Regions from separate parts of the Arabidopsis thaliana genome. Here region 1 is linked to region 2. A link is a contact called in public targeted proximity ligation data. All regions are on one chromosome and are shown on one strand. The core of a region is the stretch at or near the end of the contact, and the rest is flanking DNA. Distances in the headings are between cores, read along the strand shown.

Region 1 (6,656 bases), core at 701-3,200, 33 kb after region 2:
ACATCAGGATCCACTTCACGCGGCTTCGCACTAGGGTGGTCCACTTTCATGTGTTTCCTCAGCTCTTTGAAGGTTCCAGCATAAACACAGTTCTCCTGCATACAGATCCTCTTCTTAAGATTCAAAAAGTCACGAGCAGGCTGTACGATTGTCCAACCTTTCACCTGTCCTCTACAAAGTGGGCATGTGAGATTTCCAAGCTCAGACTTATTGATCTGTTGATGGCCCGATGTCTTCAGCTTAGCTGACGCTTTCTTGTACTGATCTAAGCAATTAGAATACCGGAAACTGGTTCCACACATGTAAGGACGACATCCCTTGTCATGAGATGAGCAGAGAAGAAGGACAGCGTTGTGTGGACACTCCATGCAAACCGAACATATAACATTCTCCCAATCCCTCTTCTCTAGACACTTTGAACAATCTTCCGCAAACATGTTTCTCGCCACAAGTCTTTTAGAAGATGGAAATTTGTATGGTTTTGCTCTTGCCCTGAAGCGTCGTGAAGGAACCCTACGTCCTGCCTTCCTAGCTTTGGCCATAATCTCAAAATCACACCTGTACAAATCCTCATCAAATTAGCAAAAGAACTCCACATAAAAGTTTGTAACAATACAAGTAGATATCTCTTCATGGAAACTACATATATTTTTCCAGTTCACCATTCAGCATACAACATGATTAGTAGTAGCATCCCACACTCTGATTTGGGAACTATTTCATGATAATGCTTTACATATGCATCTATAAAAGATATTTCACAACCTCATAGCAAACAAAGAGGGAGGTTCGAATAAACATGTTGAATTCATACATCCCTGGAATTGCATGATCAACAAACAATGCTAATCTATGAAACTTAAATCAAATCAAGGAACTCATACCGAAACGAAAAGAGATCAAACAAACGAAGTAATGTACCTCACTAGCTTGGAAGCCTAGAAAAGTGATTCAAACTCACAAGATAACTAACACAATGACAAAACCAAATCGACAAGTTATGGAAAGCAAACAGATGGAGAATCAATGTATAGAGATACCAAGAATAAAAACTGGTGAGACAAAGTCTCGCATCAAATCAAATACAGTTAATAAGATTACATAAAAGAAAATAAAAAAATAACAAAAGATGTGCAGACATGTTACAAGACAACCAAAAGGAACATGCTTCACAGAACAACTCACGCGACATGACAGTGAATCAATTATTAAACAAACAAAGGAGAAACCTTAGAATCTAATCTAATCCACATGGAACAAAGACCTTTGACACATCTCAGATCCATAGAAATTTATATAAAAATGTTAGCATAAATGTATAAGAAAGAACGAAATGCTCTCGATAACCCTAGAATTCAAAAACATAAGAATACACAGATGGATTCTGACAAGTTCAATTATACAATTCAACAAATTTTCAATGACTCATGAACCTAACCAGAAATCGGAAAAGTCATAGCTACACAAAATTCAGTTTTTCCAGCGGCGCACAAGTTCGAATTACATCAATATCTCGATAATCTAACACGGACCCACTAAAATCCGTAAGAAAAAAACACTAACCCAGATCGCAAATTAGACGAATAAGAGTAGAAACGAAGACAGAGAAGACGAACACGCAATAAAGACTTCACCTTTAGGGATTGAAATGAAAAAGATTAGGGTTTCAAGACACAGCGTAAGAAGACGAATAGGCTTGAATCGAGGGAGGGAGCGAGACCGAGAGAGGTAAGGTATTCAAAGGAAGAGAGGGAAGGAGGAAGACGAGTGGGACTGCGAGATTCGCGTGGAAGCGTCTCCACTGCTCCACCAAGCTCTGGTATCGGAGTTTCTCTTTCCTTCACGTCAAGTAAAACGTCCACGCGTCCTTACAATACGTAAGACTGACGCGCGTGCTTATTGTTTTAAAGGCCCTCTAAAAGTCCCTAATGGGCCTGGCCACGAATTAGACATATACTTATCCATAGTTAAAATTTGATATTGGACAGATCAATATATGGAGGATTTCAATTAAAGGTTGACTTAGTGACACAAAGAGATACAAAGAGACAATGGGAAATGCATTTGACCTTTTCTTAATTGTAATTATAAAATTTGAACGAGAGATATGGCTGCGGCGCCGCTTGCTCTCTTGTCCCACGTCTCCTCTGTCAAATGTTTTAGTTTTCCACTATATTACTATATGCTATATTTTTCTATATCTAAAATCAGCAAAAAGTTCTTTTTTGGTAAGATAAGTAAAACAAAACACATGCATATTCTTTTGACACATGCTTTCCCGTGTAAAGACGGATCATCATATTGTTGTGTTGAAATGTTAATCCAAAGTCCATAAGCTTGATTTGTTGTTGAAATGTTAATCTTAAGTCTATAAACTTTTTGGTACTCTAATAATATAGTAACTCCTCATATTGATAGTCATTCGATGATACTGCAACATTGTGTGTTTTGACTATAGATTTTATACAATTGTGAAACATTCATTATCCAATTTGATTTCTACGGATTAACCTCTTTTTTTTGTATCCGTAATCAACTCTGAATAAAATGGATACTTATAAAAAAAAAGTACTGTACGAAAAGTATATGTGGATAATCTTACATGATTTGCAAGTAACCTTATATTGTATGCTAATTCGATTTAAGATAACGATTTTATATAGGATTAGATCTACTAATGTAAATACTCTTAATAGATAGACAATTTCAAACGGTTGTCTCGGTAATAATATTAGTACAGAGCTGATAATTTTGTTGATAAAGTTTTTGGCAAGAAAGAAATTAAGTTAATAAAAGGACAGTTAGTATGAAAATAATAAAAATTAAAAGTCTTCTAGTTGACTATTTTTAGATCCGATCCCGAGGCAAGTATCTTGTTCTCGGTATTTTTGGTACGAATTATTAATTGCTAATTTGAATTTCACGTTAGTGATTATAATAAAAATAAATAAGATATCACATATAGACATCTTCTTAAAAGCACACTAACTAAAAGAAAAAAGAAAAAAAGAGACATGTCAAGTTTCTTTTATTTTTGTGTACATGTCAAGTTTGTAAACCATAGTTTATTGCTTAAATAAATCACATAACGCTTAAAAGAATCCAAAATCCGGACTTCACATATGTCACACATATTCTATCAACATAACCTGTATGTACATCGAAATCATAGAAAGAATATTTTAGGTTAGCTAGTAGCCTAGTACTAATGGGATAAATGAAATTAGTTATCCTTCTCTTAAAGATGAATCCTTGAGATCAAGAAATTTTGTGAGATTGTTCAACCAAACTAACAATAAAACTTATATTATTTGATACAATCTAAATATAGAATCAGTTAATTCTTTCTTTTTTCTTTCTCATATATATTTATGATCTCATAACACCAATTTGACTTTAAGAAGATATCTATTGAAATTTTCAAAACAACTTTAATAGGAAAATTCAAAATATATAGACAGCGCCATATTCTAGAATATTCTTACTCATTATGAATTTTTGAATGTTTTGATTTATAGACCTATCTATGATGTTGAATTGAGTAAATAAAAAGTTTAATGGTGCGTTTGATCTCACCCATCTTTTTCTTTATTCAGTATTCAATCTTTATAACTCTACCTTATTCGAAGAGATGAATTCATCTAGCTATAAACACATCAGTGACAAGTTTAAAAAAAATATCTACACGTTCGATGGTCTTCTGTATTTCACATGGTACCATCCATGTGAATGTGATGGGAAATTTCGCAGACCCTAATGCCGGCCATAAACTGGATTTACAAAACTAAACAATGTAATACAATTTTCAAAGAAACCGGATCTAATTATCTTATTGTCACTTAATAAACAAACTATATAAGAGAAGGGGAGGAATATATGTATACACTTTTTTATGACTACTAGGATGGTAACCAAAGTCATGATTCCATAGTAACTCCGGTTTAATTGCTTCAAAGGCCAAAACTAAGCTCTTTATTAAGTAACATGGATTAGTTTCTTCATAAAGATAAAACTAATTATTTAAACAAAGTCAAAGCTAGCTTTAGATGCGTACTAGAGTGAATAATACAAATAGTAAACGATATTCTGATCAGAAAATGGGATTTGACTTTAGCACTTCAAAATCCAAAGCTAAAAGACAAAAAAGAATAGAGGTTCGATTTGCATCTCCATTAATGGGCATCGATCTTTCTCTTAAGCTCGAGGCCGAGGAGAAAAAGAAAGAGATAGAAGGATCGAAACATAGCCGTGAGAACAAAGAAGACGAAGAACATGATGCTAGTGGTGATGAAGATGAACAAATGGTGAAAGAAGACGAAGATGATTCTTCTTCTTTAGGTTTAAGAACCCGAGAAGAAGAAAACGAACGTGAAGAGGTACCTACATGCGTATATATACATACATCAAAACATTTTATGTGCGAATATATGTTAACATCTATGGATGGCGATCAGCTCTTGCAGCTACAGATCCAGATGGAAAGTGTGAAAGAAGAGAATACTAGGTTGAGGAAGCTTGTCGAGCAGACTCTTGAAGATTATCGTCATCTTGAGATGAAATTCCCGGTTATCGATAAAACCAAGAAGATGGTGAGAAATTATTTCTTCATACACGTTATACATAGTGGTGACTGGTGATAATTAATATGAAACTTGATTGATGTTTTAACCTAGGATCTTGAAATGTTCCTTGGAGTACAAGGCAAACGATGTGTGGATATAACAAGTAAGGCTCGGAAAAGAGGAGCTGAGAGATCTCCGTCAATGGAAAGAGAAATAGGGCTTTCACTTTCTCTAGAGAAAAAACAGAAACAAGAAGAGAGCAAAGAAGCTGTTCAGTCTCATCACCAAAGATACAATAGTAGCAGCTTAGATATGAATATGCCACGTATCATTTCATCTTCTCAAGGTAATAGAAAGGCCAGGGTGTCCGTGAGGGCGAGATGTGAGACCGCAACAGTGAGTTTCTTTATATCATATCTTGGACTCAGTTTGGAGATTGGTAACATGATCATTTAATAAGAAAGATGTGTGTGTGTGTAGATGAATGATGGATGCCAATGGAGGAAGTACGGTCAGAAAACCGCGAAAGGGAATCCATGTCCTCGAGCTTATTACCGATGCACCGTGGCTCCAGGATGTCCCGTTAGAAAACAGGTAACTGCACACACCCTCAAATTCCGGGGTCTTACTATTTATTTATTCAAAGATAAGATTTTATGTTAGGGAACCATTTTGATCAATTTACTGATAACGTAGTATTTTATAGATCTTCCAACTCAAAACGAATTGGTAATGAGTTGATTCGTCTATGTACTTTATATATTACTTTATGTCCAATGTAGAATTCATAGCATGTCATAACCACATTTGAATGGAATGAAACTATGTATATATATATAGTTGATAATGAGATTTGTTACATTGTGAAGGTGCAAAGGTGTTTAGAAGACATGTCAATACTGATAACAACCTACGAAGGAACACATAACCATCCACTTCCGGTCGGAGCAACAGCCATGGCTTCCACTGCCTCTACTTCTCCATTCTTGTTACTCGATTCCAGTGACAACCTCTCTCATCCTTCCTATTACCAAACTCCTCAAGCCATAGACTCTTCTTTGATTACATACCCACAAAATAGCAGCTACAACAATCGAACCATAAGAAGCTTGAACTTTGATGGTCCATCTAGAGGAGATCACGTTTCATCTTCTCAAAACCGATTAAATTGGATGATGTAGAGTTTCCTATATCTCTATGCTTGTTCTTTGGTCCCATTATTTGTCATTATGGATTCTTTGCCTTTCTTCTTGTTCTCGTTTCTAACATTTATGTTTCGTATATACAACATCGAAGGTTTCGGATTGTTTTATTTCGTTCAATGTTGGCTTATGAAAAATAAAGATTGATTAATGCTAAGAAAAAATGGGTACCAAAACAACACACCAAAAGATCAAAAGATTAAAGATGCAAATCTCAACACGCTCTTCAATAGAATCTTTTTTTATACACATCGATCGCTTAGAAATTCTCCAAGACACTAATTGAACTAAGTTTATCTAATAGAACTTGTTAAGAAGGTTTTTTAGTTAGGAGCCAGGACCAAGAACCCCTACATTCGTTATATTATGTCTTGTTTCAACATCCCGCGCAGCAATAAAGATCGTTGGTGTTACGAAAGAATCACATTTCTACAAACTTCCCAACATTTGATGAGCTTTTTTTTACCTCCTCCAGCTTCTTTAGGATAATTTACAGGTAACTAAGGGAAACCAGATGATTTCCTAAGACTTCTACTTCCTATGGAAGCCGCCACTTTGCATCGTATTGAATGGCATCATCACCTGGTACAAATCGAGGAAACCAAAGTCATTGATATTGGGAAGCTATTATTCTTCTGCTCTATTTGCTCTTGATAGACATTTCTACAAACCAAAACATTGAAAAACTGGTCTTAAGATACTCAGCTAGTTAGAAGCACAATAATTCTATATTTTGAGCACTTGAACCAGAGATATGGGGTTTGAACTACGGTAGTGTCTGAGGTAAAACAAGCAAATGGGTGATGTGGACATTTTGATATCTAAAACAATGGACTGTTAATGCAAAAGTGAGCAGCCTATTAACTTACTAAAGTAGTATTACTCACCGAGA
Region 2 (7,128 bases), core at 1,850-4,349:
TTTGGTAATGTCGACTTAGTTAGGTAATTGATCGAAATACACTTATTATCTAGATAGTTGTCGACCTATCGTATAGAATAATGTGTTTGTATAAGTTGTAATGCCAACAAAATAGTGAGTGGTCCCGTGGCACGAAAAAAAATGTAGGTGGTCCACAATATATTTTTAGTTGACTATATTAGTCTAGTAAACATATACAAAACTAATGTATGTAAGTAAAAGCATAAATAAAGGAGAATAAGTATGCATCATATTTGATTAAACAAATACTGAAAGTGTTGCTGTTGATAAAAATAAAAATAAAATACTGAAAGTGATAAACAACCATTTTGGTTTTAAACAGTATTTTGCTCTAATTATAAAGTAAAAACATATATTTATTTCCATTTGACTCCTATATAACAATAAACATGTGAATGCCAGATTAGACTAAAGAAGCTGTGAGGATCATTATACATCCTAGCTAGCCTCATAGGCCTACTACACTTATTATTGAGGGTCAACTTTGGGTTGTTTGATTAACAAAATGTATGGCATCTTTTTAAACAAATATATATTTACATTCACTTATCTTCTTACAATGTGATTTGTCCCTTTTAAGGAATCTTGTCCCCCATAAATCATTTGGGACAAAAGAATAAATGAAAAATTTCTCACATTTAAACAAAAATGTTAACACTAACATATATTTAAAATCATATTCTTATTACATTATTTATTTTTAAAATCATACTATTTAAAAATGTTTTTCAATATAAATATATTCTTATTACATTATTTATTAATAAAACCATACTACTTTTTTTTCTTTTAGTATATGATCTCTTTAGTTTTTACTTTTTTGTCTTTTATGTTTTGTTTAATTAATAATCTCGAGTTTTATACTAAACTGAAAGTGCACATGAATATGATATGTATTAAGTTGGATATTGAATCCCACAAAATCAAAAGATTTGATGAACTAAAAAAGTTCACGCAGCAAATTTGTTTTTCATTTGCTGAAGTTTTTATTGACTAATTAATTAGTTAACTAAAACCTGAAAGAAAAGAAAAAACGGAGGTAATAGTTTAGGGTACTGACGTGTGAGCTTACGCAATTTTCGAATTAGGAAGTGAGCTAGATTCTAGGGCTGTGATACGTGAATGTATATACTTTCTGTTTCGTGTTCAAGTCATATTTTAGTTTTTGTTTTGGTAAAAGAAGTCATATTTTAGCTGTGAAATTACAAATATATTTTTGTGATAACATTATAAATATATATTAACATGTGGAACCCTAATTCTCATTAAACTGCTCACGTTAAAGCACATGCAGTACACCAACCATTTAAATTGTTTTGCTTAGCACGATTTTGTTTCATTCATGATTCAAAACTTCAATTTTTCTTCGTCTGTTTTTATATAAATATTCGAAACATTTATAGAATTTTTTTGTTTTTAATTTGTAATTTGGATGTGGTCAAAAATCATACTTGGATCTATATTGATGTTATACATTTCACGACTTCAAAAGAAACTATTGCTCGCTCTATTTCTGTCATTAATTAACTCATAACTTAACTTACACAAAAATTGAGATGATGACAATCATGAAACTATTTAAAAAGAAAAAGACCAGACCGGCCAATGTTAGACTAGGATTAGTGGCTATTATTCTAGTGACAGGGGTGCGATGAGTACCATTGTTTTTGAACATGTCTCTTTGTCTTCGCGATGAACCAAGCGGTCCCAAAAGTATTGGCAATAGATAGAGCCTCAATACCTTTAATTAATTATAAATTTCCCTGAATTTATATTCTCCAAAAATGAATGTTATTTTTTTCATCAATCAAAAAAAGTTGTTGGGTTTTAGTCCACCAAAAAGATGTTTGAGTTTCGATTGTTTGTGTTCAAAAAATCAAATTACATAACAAAAGCCAGAACTTTTTTTTATATCAAAAAGTAAAGAAAAAATAAGAAAAACAAAAAATCATAACTTTTTTTATTGAGGTGATAAGGAATGTAATTTATTGACGTCTTGTGAACCCGATATAAATCTAAAACTTGAAGTAGCTAATGAAACATAACAGGAAATGTTGGAGTGGTATAGAAATTACCTTTAATTTACCTTTAATTGTATAGAAATTAAAGATAAAATAAAAAGATAAATCTATGAAACAATTATTTTGTCTATATACCAAAAGGGTTAGTTTTCTTGTGTTTAGTTTTTTGGAATGGAAATATATTATTTAAATTGGAATATTTTTTTGGTTGAACACAATTGGAATATGTAAAGGTTGATTTCATGTACTTGAAAGATTATGGTCAGAAGCCTTCTCACACGGTTAAGAAAAATAAAAAAAATATGTTGTCTATTTATTTGGTTCAAATTAAGTTTTTGTGTGGGCTTTGTGGGCTAGCTATTTAGTATGGGCCTAGATCTGGACTTCTGTAAATCTTAGGACTACACTTAACTCTATTACTCTCATAGTATGCCACTATGTGGGGTCTATGGCCACTATTGCTATCAATTATTACATATTTACATTACTTACGTACATTTTCGTATTTCTAATGTAATTTTTTTGTTTAGAAACTTATATAAGTGGGAAGTTTTAGAGCTAAATCTGAATTTTCTCAACTGGGGAGAAAAACTCCCTTGTCTCATCATCCCATTCCACTCACCACGAAAACTCAATTTGTTACATTAACATTATGTGTAACCTTTTCGAGAATCGCGTTTCACAAAAATATCTATTATTTGACCAGAGTCAACGGTTACGTGAATCTGATTCCAATTGCGTTCCAACTTCCAAGTTCCAACACTTCACAAACAAAAACAAATATCTTCCCTCAAATCTCAATCTTCAAAAAAAAAACAAATATCTTTCACAAAATATGATGACGTGGAAGAAGCGAGTGGTTGAGTAGGCTAGATATTTTCTCGGAATATCCCCTGGTGACGTGTTACAATCGAACAAGAGTAGACTTACTTTTTTTAAACATACCCCTGATATATCCTTTTAATTACGAAAATTGCCACCAACTCCTGGCGCGAAGACTTCTTGCCTCGTCTTAAATATAAAGGGTATATTCGTCAATAAGTCACCAACTAAGCCAAGATATTTTAAAAGTTTAAACAGACACAAAAAGAAATAAAATATCATAAGGCTGAGAGCTTATCAGAGAAGAAGAAGATATTTCTGTAAGCGAGAAAAATGGCGAGAGAACATGCGATCGGAGAAGCCACCGGAAAACGAAAGAAACGCGGCAGAGTTGAAGAAGCAGAAGAATACTGTAACGATGGAATCGAAGAACAAGTAGAGGATGAGAAGCTTCCGTTAGAGGTTGGGATGTTCTATTACCCAATGACTCCGCCTTCGTTCATTGTTTCCGATGCTCTGGAGCCAGATTTTCCTTTGATCTATGTCAACAGAGTCTTCGAAGTCTTCACTGGCTATCGTGCCGATGAAGTTCTTGGTCGTAACTGGTATATTAATTTCTCCGATTTCCCCCTTTTTGAATTGGAGTGTGTTGTTATCAATTCTCTTGAATAATGCTGCATTTGTGGTTGAATCTGCTTGGTTTCAGTCGATTCCTACAGTACAGAGATCCTCGAGCTCAAAGGCGTCACCCATTGGTTGATCCTGTGGTTGTATCTGAGATTAGGAGATGTCTTGAAGAAGGTATTGAATTCCAAGGAGAGCTTCTTAATTTCAGAAAAGATGGTACTCCTTTGGTTAACAGACTACGGCTTGCTCCAATACGTGACGATGATGGAACCATTACACACGTAATTGGGATACAGGTCTTCTCTGAAACGACTATAGACCTTGACCGTGTCTCGTATCCTGTGTTCAAACATAAACAACAGCTTGATCAAACATCTGAGTGCTTGTTTCCAAGTGGAAGCCCGAGGTTTAAGGAGCATCATGAAGATTTCTGTGGGATATTGCAGCTATCTGATGAAGTTTTGGCTCATAACATCTTATCTCGGTTAACTCCAAGGGACGTTGCTTCAATTGGTTCTGCTTGCAGGAGGTTGAGGCAGTTGACGAAGAACGAGAGTGTGAGGAAGATGGTATGTCAGAATGCGTGGGGAAAAGAGATAACTGGAACACTGGAGATTATGACTAAGAAGCTAAGATGGGGTCGGTTAGCTAGAGAGCTCACCACTCTTGAAGCTGTGTGTTGGCGTAAATTTACTGTTGGAGGGATTGTACAACCTTCCCGCTGCAATTTCAGCGCGTGTGCTGTTGGGAACCGGCTTGTGCTATTTGGTGGGGAAGGGGTTAACATGCAGCCATTGGATGATACTTTTGTTCTCAATCTTGATGCAGAGTGTCCTGAGTGGCAGCGTGTGAGGGTGACGTCGTCGCCTCCAGGACGTTGGGGACACACACTCTCGTGTCTCAACGGGTCGTGGTTGGTAGTCTTTGGAGGGTGTGGAAGACAAGGATTGCTTAATGATGTATTTGTGCTTGATCTAGACGCTAAGCATCCCACATGGAAGGAAGTAGCAGGAGGAACTCCTCCATTGCCAAGATCTTGGCACAGCTCGTGCACCATTGAGGGCTCTAAACTGGTTGTCTCAGGTGGCTGCACAGACGCTGGAGTGCTTCTCAGCGACACCTTCTTGTTGGATCTGACAACAGATAAACCGACATGGAAAGAGATCCCGACATCATGGGCTCCTCCTTCTAGACTTGGGCATTCTTTATCGGTCTTTGGTCGGACTAAAATCCTAATGTTTGGCGGGCTTGCAAATAGTGGTCATCTAAAGCTAAGGTCAGGGGAGGCATACACTATAGACTTGGAGGATGAAGAACCAAGATGGAGAGAGCTTGAGTGTAGCGCATTCCCAGGCGTGGTTGTACCGCCTCCAAGACTAGACCATGTGGCTGTGAGCATGCCGTGTGGTAGGGTCATCATCTTTGGAGGGTCGATTGCAGGGCTTCACTCTCCTTCGCAACTGTTTCTAATAGATCCTGCAGAAGAGAAACCGTCATGGAGGATCCTGAATGTCCCCGGGAAACCGCCTAAGTTAGCTTGGGGACATAGCACATGCGTTGTTGGAGGAACTAGAGTATTGGTCCTTGGTGGTCACACTGGTGAGGAATGGATACTCAATGAATTACATGAACTCTGCTTGGCTAGCCGGCAAGACTCGGATCTGTAAAGACTCTTTCCTTCTTCATTTGGTTTGTGGTTTTGTATCTGTCACATTCCAAACTCTTACGACATGTAGAAGAGATATATCAGAAGCTAGAAGCGTGTGTACATAGTAAATTAGTGATTGTTGTACGCTTTAGATAGATATTCATGTAATGTTAATGGTTTTGCTGTATGAAGATCCTTCTATAATATACTTCTCCTTGTTACTCGACCATGCAGGATTTGATTTTTGACGTACCATCCAAAAGAGAGAAGACACTGAGTTTGGACATATATATATATATCCACAAACCCAAAAGTAGAAATAATCACACAACACCTCAAGTAAATAGAATGAAGAAACCGAAAAAGTAAAGTACACAAACTTCAATACAGAGCTAAAACCTATACAGCCAAACAAACTACTTCCATAGGACAGAAAATGTTATGCGAAAATGTCAAACATCTCTCCCTCCACCCTTTTTTCTTGTCGTCATCGCTAAGCAGTGTAAGCCGATCTAAGTCAGAAAGCATACTTATCTTTTTCATCCTTAAGTTCTATGGTAATTCAATAAATCACAGAGGATGTAAAGGAAAGCAAGAGAAATAAAAAAGAGATATAAAGGTTAAAAAGAGCTTAAAAATCACACCAGCCTATAACGGTTTTACTTGTTTAAACTGATACGACCACAAGAACTAGTCACATCTCCTCCCTCATCTCATTGTGTACTCCTTGTTAACCCACTTCGGCCAGCAGCTCTGCAGAATATCGAACACCAAGCTTAGTCTGATTGCTAAAATCGCAATTTGATCATAAAAATAGACAAAGATATTCAACATTGTTAGATACCTTGCAGCAAGAATCTGGGCGGTGTTGGATGAGGGTTTGGTGTTTGAAGACCTTTTAGCTCTATTATCCTGATCTTTATCCACACGCATTGCAGCAACCTCTTTCTCCATTGCAGCCACTTCCCTTCTCATCTTCTTTGCTTCAACTTCCATTGCCTTTGTTAAAGTTTCAACCTTTTTTGCTAACATCTACAAGAAAAATATCAAGACTTCCATTACAAACACGTCTTTTTAACAACATTTTATATGGTACATTCAGAGAGATTTTACCTCTATGGCATCATCCTTGTCTTTGAGGCTTTGATCCTTTTCATGCGAAGATTTTCTCAAGGCGACTACTTCCTTCTGTAGTAAATCATACAAAACCCCTGGGACATTGTCTTCGGTTGCTGGTGCAGGGAGTTCACTTGGTGGCTTCTCTTCTGAATCTTCTTTCCAGGTATTAGGTGACTCTGATTCTTTGGTTTCATCACAAGCCTTGTTGAACGAATAATTCCCAGGTCCTTTTAAGAGTGCTTTGCCTCTATCCAATGATCTTGTGCCTCCATCGAATGACTTGGATGTTCCTTTAGCATTCTTCAATACCGAGGTGGAATTAGAAGTAAAGGAATTTCTCATCGGAGTTTTCTTTGACAAAAAGCCATTTGACGCAAACTTTTGTAAATTATCTGATCCACCGATTGACTGCCTGCGAGACGGTCCATTACTCATGCTTCTTCCCTCAGGTGTGTTCCTTATGCTGATGCTTGATGTGCCTCTCAGTGTCTCTTCAAGCACTCTAAGTCGTAGTTGAAACTTGTCCTAGAAATTGTATAAGGAAATAGTTTACTAATTAGTTCAGTTAAACAAGAACATAAATTCGACAATGACTAATGCATAAATACGATGAATACTTTTAGCTGTGCTTCAGATTTCGCAGCTCGATCTGATATGGCAAGCTTATCGCGGAGTTGCTGCATTTCTCCCTGCAAGAAGAGAGTTAAAGAGTGAGAATGTAAGGTTGTGTGCCTTTGTCACTTCAAAGAATCTGGATTCCACAAATTTAGGAAAAGGGCAATCATATCAAAGTAAACCTGTAGAAACCTTCTTTCTTCAAGCCATTGCTTCACAGGCATCACTTTATCATTACCATCTTTCCATTCATTT

The links.
Region 1: a contact with region 2 is called in a targeted proximity ligation map of shoot, with 11 read pairs. A contact is called at or near these places in 6 of 26 Hi-C or Micro-C datasets (callus, leaf, root and 2 more) and 1 of 2 datasets of targeted methods (shoot).

The regions. Positions count from the first base shown.
Region 1 is chr1:25,539,873-25,546,528 of TAIR10.1, forward strand. It overlaps AT1G68140 (zinc finger/BTB domain protein, putative (DUF1644)), which reads right to left and starts at 1,951. Exons shown (of 2, transcript NM_105484.5): 1 at 1,635-1,951; 2 at 1-558. The coding sequence starts at 542. It overlaps WRKY9 (WRKY DNA-binding protein 9), which reads left to right and starts at 4,077. Exons shown (of 5, transcript NM_105485.4): 1 at 4,077-4,376; 2 at 4,455-4,589; 3 at 4,674-4,958; 4 at 5,043-5,156; 5 at 5,432-5,919. The coding sequence starts at 4,098. The coding sequence ends at 5,743. It overlaps AT1G68160 (ZZ-type zinc finger protein, putative (DUF3755)), which reads right to left. Exons shown (of 8, transcript NM_105486.4): 7 at 6,652-6,656; 8 at 5,886-6,346. The coding sequence ends at 6,296.
Region 2 is chr1:25,505,540-25,512,667 of TAIR10.1, forward strand. It overlaps FKF1 (flavin-binding, kelch repeat, f box 1), which reads left to right and starts at 3,100. Exons shown (of 2, transcript NM_105475.4): 1 at 3,100-3,469; 2 at 3,571-5,368. The coding sequence starts at 3,198. The coding sequence ends at 5,158. It overlaps MAP70-1 (microtubule-associated proteins 70-1), which reads right to left. Exons shown (of 11, transcript NM_105476.5): 7 at 7,056-7,128; 8 at 6,876-6,947; 9 at 6,253-6,783; 10 at 5,984-6,171; 11 at 5,348-5,892. The coding sequence ends at 5,853.